2 separate regions of the Oryctolagus cuniculus genome follow, and region 1 is linked to region 2. The links are chromatin contacts, called in public Micro-C maps. All regions are on one chromosome and are shown on one strand. Each heading gives the region's core, a stretch centred on a gene start, on an enhancer-like site or on the middle of the called end of the contact. The rest is flanking DNA. Distances are from core to core; before and after follow the strand shown.

Region 1 (4,879 bases), core at 84-2,583, 140 kb after region 2:
GTATTTTTATTCCATTTTTATCTCATTTGTGGGCATCTGTAACTCTATGATTCTGTTAGTTATTAGGGAGCTTGATGTGAGGCTAAGCAGCCCGGACTCAAGATACCCCCACGGGATGCCAGTTTAGAAGGCAGTGGCTTGCCCTGCTGTGCCACAGCGCCGCCCCGTGCCTGGGTGTTTATGGGTCACTGTCTTGACAGATGCCAGGTACTATGAATGCTACCATGTTGCAGGCCGGATGTCTTCCAGGTCTATGCCTGTCCGCAACCCTCGTTCTGCAGTGCGGTCGCTTGCAAACAGCTCAACCTTTTCAGGTCTCGCCTTTGCCGGTTCGCTCTGACGCCTCAGTCCTCTTGCCCTCCGCCAAGCTGTAGCCACAGCAACACAGAGAGGGAGAAAGCCCGAGCAGCCTCAACACCGGCAGGAAGAGGCCAGGCAGAGCTGGAGCTGTTCCCGGGCTGGGCTTGGGGCGGCCCCCGCGCCGGAGGAAGCCACAGGGCTGCCCCACCACGCCGTTCGCCTTGCCCTGGACTATCAGGTCGAAGGCCTGGCGGCTCAATACGGCGCTCTAGGCCTCGGCTTGCACAGCGTCACCTGAGGTCAGGGTGCTCTGTCCCAGGAGCGAGGAAAGCTAAAACACGCCGAGTCCCTCACCCTGACACCTGGCCCCCTGCACACACTAGCCTGACGGGCATGAGCGCTCAGACATGGGGCCGGAGGTCCGAAGGACGAGGGCAGAAGCCGCATGCGTGGACGGCCATCACGACCCCTCGCTTGCTCCTCACGTCCTTGCAAGGCCAGGCCGGCCCAGTTCTGACAGGAGCCAGGGCCGGGGGTCTCTGCGGCCTCCAGACTCAAAAACCACAGAACACAGAGAAACCCACCCGGGACCTGCAGGCGCCGGCGTCTCGTGCGTGCTTGCCCTCCCGCTAAGACAGTCCCAGGGGCCGGCCAACCAACACTGGGCGAGGCCTTGCGGGCCCGGCGCTCGGGCTCCAACCAGGCGGCGGGCTCCGAACCCACGCCGGCCGCTCCCGGAACCCGATCCGCAGCTTCGGGCGCGCAGCCCGCCTCGGCCCGGGGGCCGCCGGGAAACCGAGCGCGCCCGGCCCGCCCCTCCTCCCCCGCTGCGCAGCCCTCGGTCGCCCCCTGCCGCCGCCGCCGGGGCCCTGCAAGCCAGGGAGCTTCCCTCCGCCCCGACCCCGCCCCATGCACCCACCCCGCCTCCGGATTGGCGGCTCCAGAAGGCTCCAGGCCGGCCTCCTTCCACCACCGGATTGGCTGAGCCCGGCGGCCCAGGCCCCGCCCACTTCCCCGGGTCCTTTGATCACGCGCTGCGGGCTCTTCCGGGGCCGGGGAGCCAAGCGAGGGCGTTCCTGTCGGGGCTGCGGCGGCGGGAGGTAAGGCATGGCCGGGGTGGCTGGGCAGCGGAGCGCCGGCATCCCAGGATGCCGGGGCGCGGGGCGGCCCCTCGGCGCTCCCCACACCCCCACCCCGGCCTGAGCCTCCCCGCGCCGTGGGAACTGCCTCCCGCCTGCCGTCTCTGGCCCGTCCTGACGCCCTCCCCGCCCTGGGAGCAGGAGAGGGCACTGGGTGACGGGGGCGAGCCCAGCGCCCCCGGGACACGGCGCGGTCGCTCACCCCTGACGCCCTGACAGAGACCCTGGAGAAGCCGGGTCAGGGCCCTCGGTTCACCAGCGTGCAGCCGCCCCGGGACGATCTCGCGTCTGTCAAAGGGAGCTGACCCGCTCCCCTTCCGCGCCCTCCAGACCAGGAGGGAGGGACCTGGGCGGAGCCCCGGGTGGGGACCAGAGGGACTCGAGGGAGGTGACATCATCTCGAAGATACAGGCCAGCCCTGCCCGCTGTGTGCACCCTGGCGTGGGGACCGCCGAGGGGATGTCCGGACTGTGTCTGGGGTGACCCCAGGGCCGAGGAGGGCACAGAGCGCCGGCATGTGGCCTGTAGTCGAAGTGTGGGGGTCGGCTGGGGCGCTGCCGCCTCACCCCCAGGCCGCAGCTCAGGACCTCCCTATGTTGGCGTGCGCCCCTGGGCAGGAACTGCAGCCCCGGTGCCCAGGTCTGAGGGAACAGGGAACTTGCTACTGACCTTTCCCCAGAAGTGGAGGCTTGCAAATGTTTGCCCGGCATCTGATCCGAGCCCCACCCTGATTTCGGGATAAGAGCTGGACAGGACTTTGGGCACCAGACCTAGGCCTTCTTACCGAATTTGCGGAGTTCTGGGCTGGTTACACCCAGCAGGGGTGTCTGGGGGACCCCTCATCCCAACACTTGACCTAGGGCCCGTATTCATAGTGCTCCCTGGGTGGGGGTGTAGAAGTCTGGGTGCAATGGTAACCTCCCTTCCTCCTCCCCAGGGAGCCCGGTGGAGGCGCCCTCCCAGGCACCACTGCCCATGCTGACCACCGCGCGCTCCGCCTGCCGGTGTCATGAGTAACACCACAGTGCCCAATGCGCCCCAGGCCAACAGCGACTCCATGGTGGGCTATGTGTTGGGCCCTTTCTTCCTCATCACCCTGGTCGGGGTGGTGGTGGCCGTGGTAAGGAGCCCCCCCCCCCCACCTCTGCACACATCTCAGCTGTGTTCTGTAAGGGGGCGGGGGGCCTAGCAGCCCAGTGCTGCCCAGTGCTGTCTCTGTTGCAGGTAATGTATGTCCAGAAGAGAAAACGGTGAGTGGCACTGCCCCCCACTGCTTAAACTCCTTCCCCTGAGCCCTCTGCACCCTCATCCCTCGGGAGATGTTCCCCCTGCCCCCACCAGCTCTCCAGGGAAGGGCCCGTCCTTGCCTGGGGTCCAGGCAGGTCTTGTGAGGGTTGGGGGCCTGGGCTGAGCATCCCGCCCTGCCCCCAGGGTGGACCGGCTTCGCCACCACCTGCTCCCCATGTACAGCTACGACCCGGCTGAGGAGCTGCACGAGGCTGAGCAGGAGCTCCTGTCGGACGTGGGAGACCCGAAGGTGAGTAGGGGCAGGGGAAACCCAGGCTGCTTCTGCCCTCCCCACCTGGGCGTGGCTGGGGGCGCCTCCTCCAACCCAGCCTTGTGTGACCTCCGCCCCACAGGTGGTGCACGGCTGGCAGAGTGGCTACCAGCACAAGCGGGTGCCCCTGCTGGATGTCAAGACCTGACCTGAGCCCCCGGCCGGAGCCTCGGGGGTCCTGCAGTCTGCTTCCCCGCCCCCCCAACTCTGCTCAGCAGCCTCACCCTGCCCTCAGCCCTCACCCACCTCCCGGCACTAATGGGGGCCTCCTCCCCGGGGCAGAGGCAGCTGGGAGACAACTTTGCTTTCTATAGGTTCCCTGGATCCTGGACTGGCTTTGGGTTTCCACAGCGAGGGACCCAGATGTATAATACTCAGTATACATATTTTGTAAATAAATGGTTTTGTGGCTAGAGACGCGGCAGAATTCTTCAAAGGGGGTTAAATTACCTGAGGCTCCAACCCCAGCCTGAGGTCCCCAGAGTGCCACTCCCCCTGCCACCCCCGCCCCCCAGGCCTTAGAGCACAACCACACTCCTTTCCAGAAAAGGATATTTTTTTATTCAAGTAACTGCAAATAGGAAACCAAAGGGGGAGCCCCAGGCTGGGACATAAAACGGCTGCCCCCTCCCCAACAGAACAGGGGGAGAAGGCGGCTCCTACACCCTTCAGGACAAACACGGGCCCCCTGGCTCTGCTGCAGCACCCTCGGGGTGAGGCCCCACCTTCCCTGGGCCTGAGTGTCAGGGCCCCAGCCTGCTGCGCCCCAGCCCCCTTGTCCCGGGGGAGGGATGCGGACAGAATGAGGCGGGCAATGGGGGGAGCGTTCGGCGCTGACAGCAGCAGCGGTGATGGGATGTCTAAGGACAAAACATTGAACAAAAAACAACACAACTGTCCAGAGGTAGTTTGTGAACAGAGGAAAGATGGAACCAGAACCTTGGGGGGTGGGGCGGAGCAGGAGGGGTGGGGGCGGGCAGGGCTAGCTCCTTGTTATTAGTGCCCCATGGGAGGGAGACAGGCCTAGAGCAGAAGCAGGGAGGGGTGGGCACGGCCCCAGCCCCCCTCGGGTGGCTGCCACAGGGACCCTGGGCCTCACTTGGACAACAGGCGACCCTGCTGCACGTCTAACTGCAATACCCAAATCCCAGAGTGGCTGCAGGGTGGGCAGGCGGCTGCCCATCCTCGGACAGGGACCTGGTGAGGTGAGGGAAAGCAGAACACGGGGTGGGAGCCCCACCTGGTGGCTGTGGTTATTGGGGCATCCCAGGGGGCTATTGGCCACACCTGCTGCCACCAGGGCAATGGAGTGGTGCATGTCAGAATGAGATGGGGCCTGGGCCCCTTAAGGCCAGGGGAGCCCTCTCAGCCCCCTCTCTGGGAAGCCAGAGGGAACAGTAGAGCCGAGAAAGGGCCCCCAAACCAAGAGCCCACAAAGCAGTGTTCCCACCGGCCAGGGAGCGGGGTCGCGGCAGGTGCAGGGTGCGGCTAAGTGGGAATCAGCCTTGTCCAGGCGGGCGAGTGTGTGCTGCGGGAGGGCAGGCTGGGAGCTGAGGCCAGAGGGCAGCTGGCCTCCCCCTGGGAGGGCGGGGGCCTACAGCGTGGTGTGCTGTGTAGTGTGCGGTGGGGAGGGCGCAGGTGGGGGTGTGGGCCTGGGGGAGGGCGGGGGCAGTGGGAGCAGAGCGAAGCCGTCCAGTCCCAGAGGAAAGCTGCTCCTGGGATGCCGGAGCAGGCGGCACGGCGCGGTCACTGCTCCTCCTCGGAGGACTCCTGCGAGATGCCCTCCTCTTCCTCCTTCTCCTGTGAGGTGGACAGAGGAGCTCTGGGCGGGCGCCCTCCTTCTCCACCCCCGGAGGCTGGGCCCCACCCCCTCCCTGCGTGA
Region 2 (5,318 bases), core at 3-2,502:
TTCCTATCCAGCTCTCTGCTATGGTCTGGGAAAGCAGTAGAAGATGGACCAAGTCCTTGGGCCCCTGCACCTGTGCCGACCTGCAGCACAATGAACTGGGTTTCCTGAAACAGAGAGTGGGAATGTGGGGACAAGGACGCAAAGAATGGAGCCAAGACAAGTCCTGATCAAGGCTCCTTTATTGAACAAATCTAGTAGTATTTAAACATGACCAGTTGTTCAAGAAGGAGCACAAAAGATTTACATATCAAAAAAGGCTTTTAAGGTTACAAAGAGTTCCCGACAAGGTTCTTAATTATTGATTACAGGGTACAATAAAACACTTGGGTGATAAATGCAGGTTTCAGCTGTGACTGATTATCTATATCATCTCTCGTGAAAGGTTTAGGTTCTTCCTGCCTCTTCCCGGAATCTCCCTAGCCTAATTGTCTGCCCACAGCACCCACATGGGAGACCCAGAAGAAGCTCCTGGCTCCTGGCTTCAGATCACAGCCACTCCGGCCGTTGCAGCCAACTGGGGAGTGAACCAGTGGATGGAACACCTCTCTCTCTACCTCTGCCTCTCTGTAACTCTGCCTTTCAAATAAATAAATAAATCTTTAAACATATATAATCAATTAGAGTGTTGATTATTCACCAGCTGACTTCAACAGTCATTAAAATCAGAGATGTTAACGTGAAGAGATTCTCAGAGGAAAAAAGCTCACAAAACATGTCATACATAACACATGTATATGGGCCGGCGCCACGGCTCACTAGGCTAATCCTCCGCCTTGTGGCGCCGGCACACCGGGTTCTAGTCCCGGTTGCCCCTCTTCCAGGCCAGCTCTCTGCTGTGGCCCGGAAGTGCAGTGGAGGATGGCCCAAGTGCTTGGGCCCTGCACCCCGTGGGAGACCAGGAGAAGCACCTGGCTCCTGCCTTTGGATCAGCGCGGTGCGCCGGCCGCGGCGGCCATTGGAGGGTGAACCAACGGCAAAAAGGAAGACCTTTCTCTGTCTCTCTCTCACTGTCCACTCTGCCTGTCAAAAAAAATATATTAAAATGTTAAAAATTTTTTTTCTGGCTTTTTTGGTTATTGTTACATTATTATTTTATCTTCATGTTCTCTTTCTTCCTGCTCCAAGAGTATGGAAGAGTCACCTGCAGTTAAACTATAGGGCAGGGAAAACAAACACGCTACCAGCGTCCAGTTTCAGCGGGAACACAAATAACCAGAGATTGAAAACGCAGGCGTGATCCCGACAGCGCTGTCCTCGCGCATGCGCACGAGGGCGGGCAGAGCAGCGGCGAGAGCCTCGCGTCCCTCAGGCACCGCCGAGGCCACCCCAGACAGCGCGCGGGTCCTGACGGGGGGCGGGGCCACGCCAGCCCGGAAGAGACGCTGCGCCGCGCATGCCCCTTCCTTTCCGGCCTCGGCTCCGAACCCTACAGCCGCCGCGGTGAGTTCTGGCGGGGTTTGGTTTCCATCGGCACCCATCGGGGCCATCCTGCCGCCGAAGCGCCCCCGCTTCTGTAGGGTCGGGCGGGGGCCTTCTCTCATTCTTTCCACGCATGTATTTTTGAGCAGCGAGAGGGTCTGGGGCGCCTTTCCCTGGGTAGAGGGACGCGGGTTGGCGAAGATTGGCGTCCGGTTGACGGCAGGAGGATGAAGCTGTTGCGCGAGGGGGCCAGCCGGGCGAGGCTGGGAAGACAGCAGCCTGCCTGCACACGCTTAGCTCGGGGAAGACCCGAGTCGGCGCCGCCTGCCTGGCTGGCGCTGGAGCTCTAGTCGGGGAGGAGTGGAGGGGGCGAAGGCCTTGGCGCTTCGCCTTGGAGTCAGCAGCCTGTCGAGAAGCGACAGCTTTCTTCCCCGGAACGTGTCTGCGCGCCTTAGGGTGCAGCCGCCGATGGTCCCCAGGTACCCACAACGCAGTCTGCTGCTGCTTCTCTTCCGCATACGCCGTCGGGGGCGCGTGCAGTAGTTTTTCGATCTGCACATTTCTGTGGGGTGCCCAGTGGTTTGGCGGGGTCGTTATGAGGCCCGTGAACTTGGCCATTTTCCTTTCTGCAGATGTTGATGCCCAAGAAGAATCGCATTGCCATTTACGAACTCCTCTTCAAGGAGGGGGTGATGGTAGCCAAAAAGGACGTGCACATGCCGAAGCACCCGGAGCTGGCGGACAAGAACGTGCCCAACCTCCACGTCATGAAGGCCATGCAGGTGTGTGTGGGGCTGGGAGTGGGGTTTTGGGTCATCATCAAGGCCAACTAAAAGTGTTTGCCTCTCGTTTTGACCCCCAGGCTTCGGCGGCGTTTTTAACGGTCATTTTCTGCCTTGCAGTCGCTCAAGTCTCGAGGCTACGTGAAGGAGCAGTTTGCGTGGAGACACTTCTACTGGTACCTCACCAACGAGGGCATCCAGTATCTCCGGGACTACCTCCACCTGCCCCCTGAGATCGTGCCTGCCACCCTGCGCCGCAGCCGACCCGAGACCGGCAGGCCCAGGCCCAAAGGTACACGGCCAGGGGCCTGCTTGGAAGCGGGAGGAGTGGGTGTGGGGACAGGGGTGTTCTCGGGAGACATCGTTGGTGTCAGCTGTAGAAGGGTTATGGCACACGGACTCTTGGTCAGGTTCGGGAACCTTTGTCCCCTGACGTGGGACTTCCATCCTGGAATGGCCTTAGACGAGTAGAAAGTTGGTCTGTCTTCTCCAGTCCTTGTGCAAATATCCAGACATGGGGTAGAGCATTGAGTGACCATTTTGTGAGCAGCAGAGTGAGTTTGTGCTTTCTCAAGGAGTCCAAAGCAAAACTAATCATTGTGGGGAAATGAACCATTTTGTATTTTTTTGGCAACGGGAGCAGAAATTACAACGTTAGAGGGAAAACAGATGCGTGTACAACTGTGGCGTGCAGTGCATCTTGGCTGGGGAGCTATCTTCTGACTCCTGAGATCATTGCTGGCTAAGAGTTGCTTGTTGGCAAAGGGTTGGGTTCCTTGTCATGTGAACTTTGTAGGAGCTGCAGACGCTGTGGGCTGCGGGGCTGAGAGGCAGAGGTTTTTGAAAACATGCTCATCAGACTTCCCCTGTTCTGAAGAGTGATTTCATGGAGTCAGGAATGTATGTTGGTAATGAAAGCTCCTTGAGGTGGGATTCTGTATCTCTACAGCAGAAGTTCCCTCCTGCATCTGGGGGATGTCGCAGATTCTGATTGAATCAGTGTGGGTGGGCCTGGTGTTTTGTGTGACAGTTTTTTTTCCCACTTGCCATAAGGTCTGTTTCATTTAACTTTTTACTCATACAGATTTCAGGTAAATTCTAGGGTGGTAACTGAGTGAAGATTTTTTTAGAAGATGAAATTGTTACTTCCGATGTTTATGGTTTTTTTAAGCTGTGCTTTAGCAAATATTTGGCCCTCCACATCCGTGGGTTCTGCAGCCACAGATTCAACTGAGGAACATAAGTACTGGGGAGAAATTGCATCTGTACTGATCTGCATACACTCTCTGGTCATTGTTTTCTAAATATAGCAGAACAAGCATTTAAGTTGTGTTAGGTACTGTAAATTAGCTAGAGGTGGTTTAAGGTATATGGAAGGATGTGTGTAGCTTATAAGCGAGTACTGCATCATTTTCTATATGGGACTTGAGTGTCCAGGTATCCCAAGAGGCATTGTACTCATATCCCATGGCCTGATGAGGTAGATGGAGAAGCTGACCCTCTTGATAGCCTCTAGGTTATATGCTGTGGGCCTTACACCGTATGCCATGTTTTTATTTGCATATTAAATTTTAGCTTTTTAAAAAAATTATCTGAAAGGTAGAGTTACAGAGAGATCTTTCATCTGCTGGTTCACTCCCCAGATGGTTGCTGGGGCCCAGGGACTTGAGCCACCCTCCTCTGCTTTCCGAGGCGCATCCACCAGGGAGCGGGATTGGAAGACCGAATCAGTGCCGACATCAAAGGTGGCGGGCAGTTCAGGCCACTATGCAAGATCACCAGCCCCTGAATTTTCCCTCCTACAGAGATGAATATACTTCAGAATGTTGACAGTTTACGTGCTTGTAGAAATAGCCAGTTTTCTAAATTTGTCACGTGATTGGGAAACACTTCGTGTTGAGAAGCACGGTAAAAGAATGTCATTGCAGATATGTGGCGTTCTACCTGAGATGTGAGTTGCTGAGGCCTTTGAGGAGCCAAACTGATGAGGAGTATCTGTGGAGTCAGTTACTAGCTGACAGGGAGAAAGGAGTTCTGTCCCTGTTAACTTACGGTAACTAAGTGGTTGTCCGCTGAGAACGAGACAGTAGTGCGAACTTTCTCTTTAAGAGGTAGAGTTCCCAGGTTGTCCTGTGTTCATAATGTGGTTTGCTTCCTGTAGGTCTGGAGGGGGAGCGGCCTGCGAGACTCACAAGAGGGGAAGCCGACAGAGACACTTACAGACGAAGCGCTGTGCCCCGTGAGTAATGCGTCGCCTCTTCCAGGGCCCTTGAGTGCAATCTGGATTCTGAGTTGGCAAGATGACAGGGCCACCGAGAGAGGTCTTGTCTTCAGTCTGAGTCAGCACACCACCAGGAGTCGTTGGGGTTTCCTCTTTCTACACAGGGATTCGATAGATGCTGGTTGGAGGCTGAAGACCCAGAGGCTGTAGTTGAAGAACTTTAGTGCACAGTGGACAGCCTTGAGGGCAGCAGCAAGCTTTTCGGTTGAGCTCTTGAGCAGGGCTCGCTCAGCCACTGCCAATGATTGCTTAGTGCAGAGTCTTGTTTCAGAGCTGCAGGTTTTGCCTTAATTCAGCAGACGTGCTGAGCTCCTCGTGTGCCAGGAGCTGCTCTGGGAGCTGGGGAGACTGTAGCGTCCCTAACAGATAGATAGATAGAAGGCCGTGCTCAGCGGTCAGGGGGTGCAGGTGTTGTGGAGGGAGAATTGAAACCCAGGGACAAGCACAGGTGAGACAGAAGCAAGCTCCTGATAGTGGGCAGTGAGGGGCCGGCCAGGGGTGGTCTGGGGGAGGGGCAATCCAGGCAAAGCCTTTCCTGGAGGACGCCTGGCTTGGTGGGAAGATAAGAATGAGCCATGGTAAGGGCTTGTGCTTACTCTTGACTGAGATGGGGAGCCGTCGGCAGAGGAAGTAGCATCCTACCTGCTAGTCTTTGTGCAGAGCAGTTAATTATGATACATAAGCAAGGTATAAATGGGGGATTTTTTGCTAGTTCTACCTCATTCACCTGTGTGAAGTAGAAGTGAATGCTGGGCCTGAATGCTACCAGGCAGCAGTGAGGATGGATCTCCAACTCTGGTATCAGAGGTGATTGCGTGGATTGGAAGTCATCCGTG

The links. Hi-C and Micro-C count contacts between places; a contact is called where the count stands out from the background.
Region 1: a Micro-C map of ear pinna shows a contact between it and region 2, with 5 times the contacts expected there. The contact joins the promoter of SMIM29 here to the promoter of RPS10 in region 2. A contact is called at or near these places in 4 of 6 Hi-C or Micro-C datasets (ear pinna, psoas muscle, skin fibroblasts and 1 more).

Annotation. Positions count from the first base shown.
Region 1 is chr5:135,090,881-135,095,759 of mOryCun1.1, forward strand. SMIM29 (small integral membrane protein 29) reads left to right here and starts at 1,334. Exons shown (of 5, transcript XM_002714604.5): 1 at 1,334-1,400; 2 at 2,377-2,559; 3 at 2,664-2,689; 4 at 2,871-2,976; 5 at 3,080-3,412. The coding sequence starts at 2,449. The coding sequence ends at 3,145. LOC138849675 (a long non-coding RNA gene) reads right to left here and starts at 2,381. Exons shown (of 2, transcript XR_011388719.1): 1 at 1,642-2,381. It overlaps HMGA1 (high mobility group AT-hook 1), which reads right to left. Exons shown (of 6, transcript XM_070074181.1): 6 at 3,536-4,797. The coding sequence ends at 4,744.
Region 2 is chr5:134,953,975-134,959,292 of mOryCun1.1, forward strand. RPS10 (ribosomal protein S10) reads left to right here and starts at 1,253. Exons shown (of 6, transcript XM_002714611.5): 1 at 1,253-1,440; 2 at 2,052-2,201; 3 at 2,322-2,493; 4 at 4,363-4,440. The coding sequence starts at 1,261.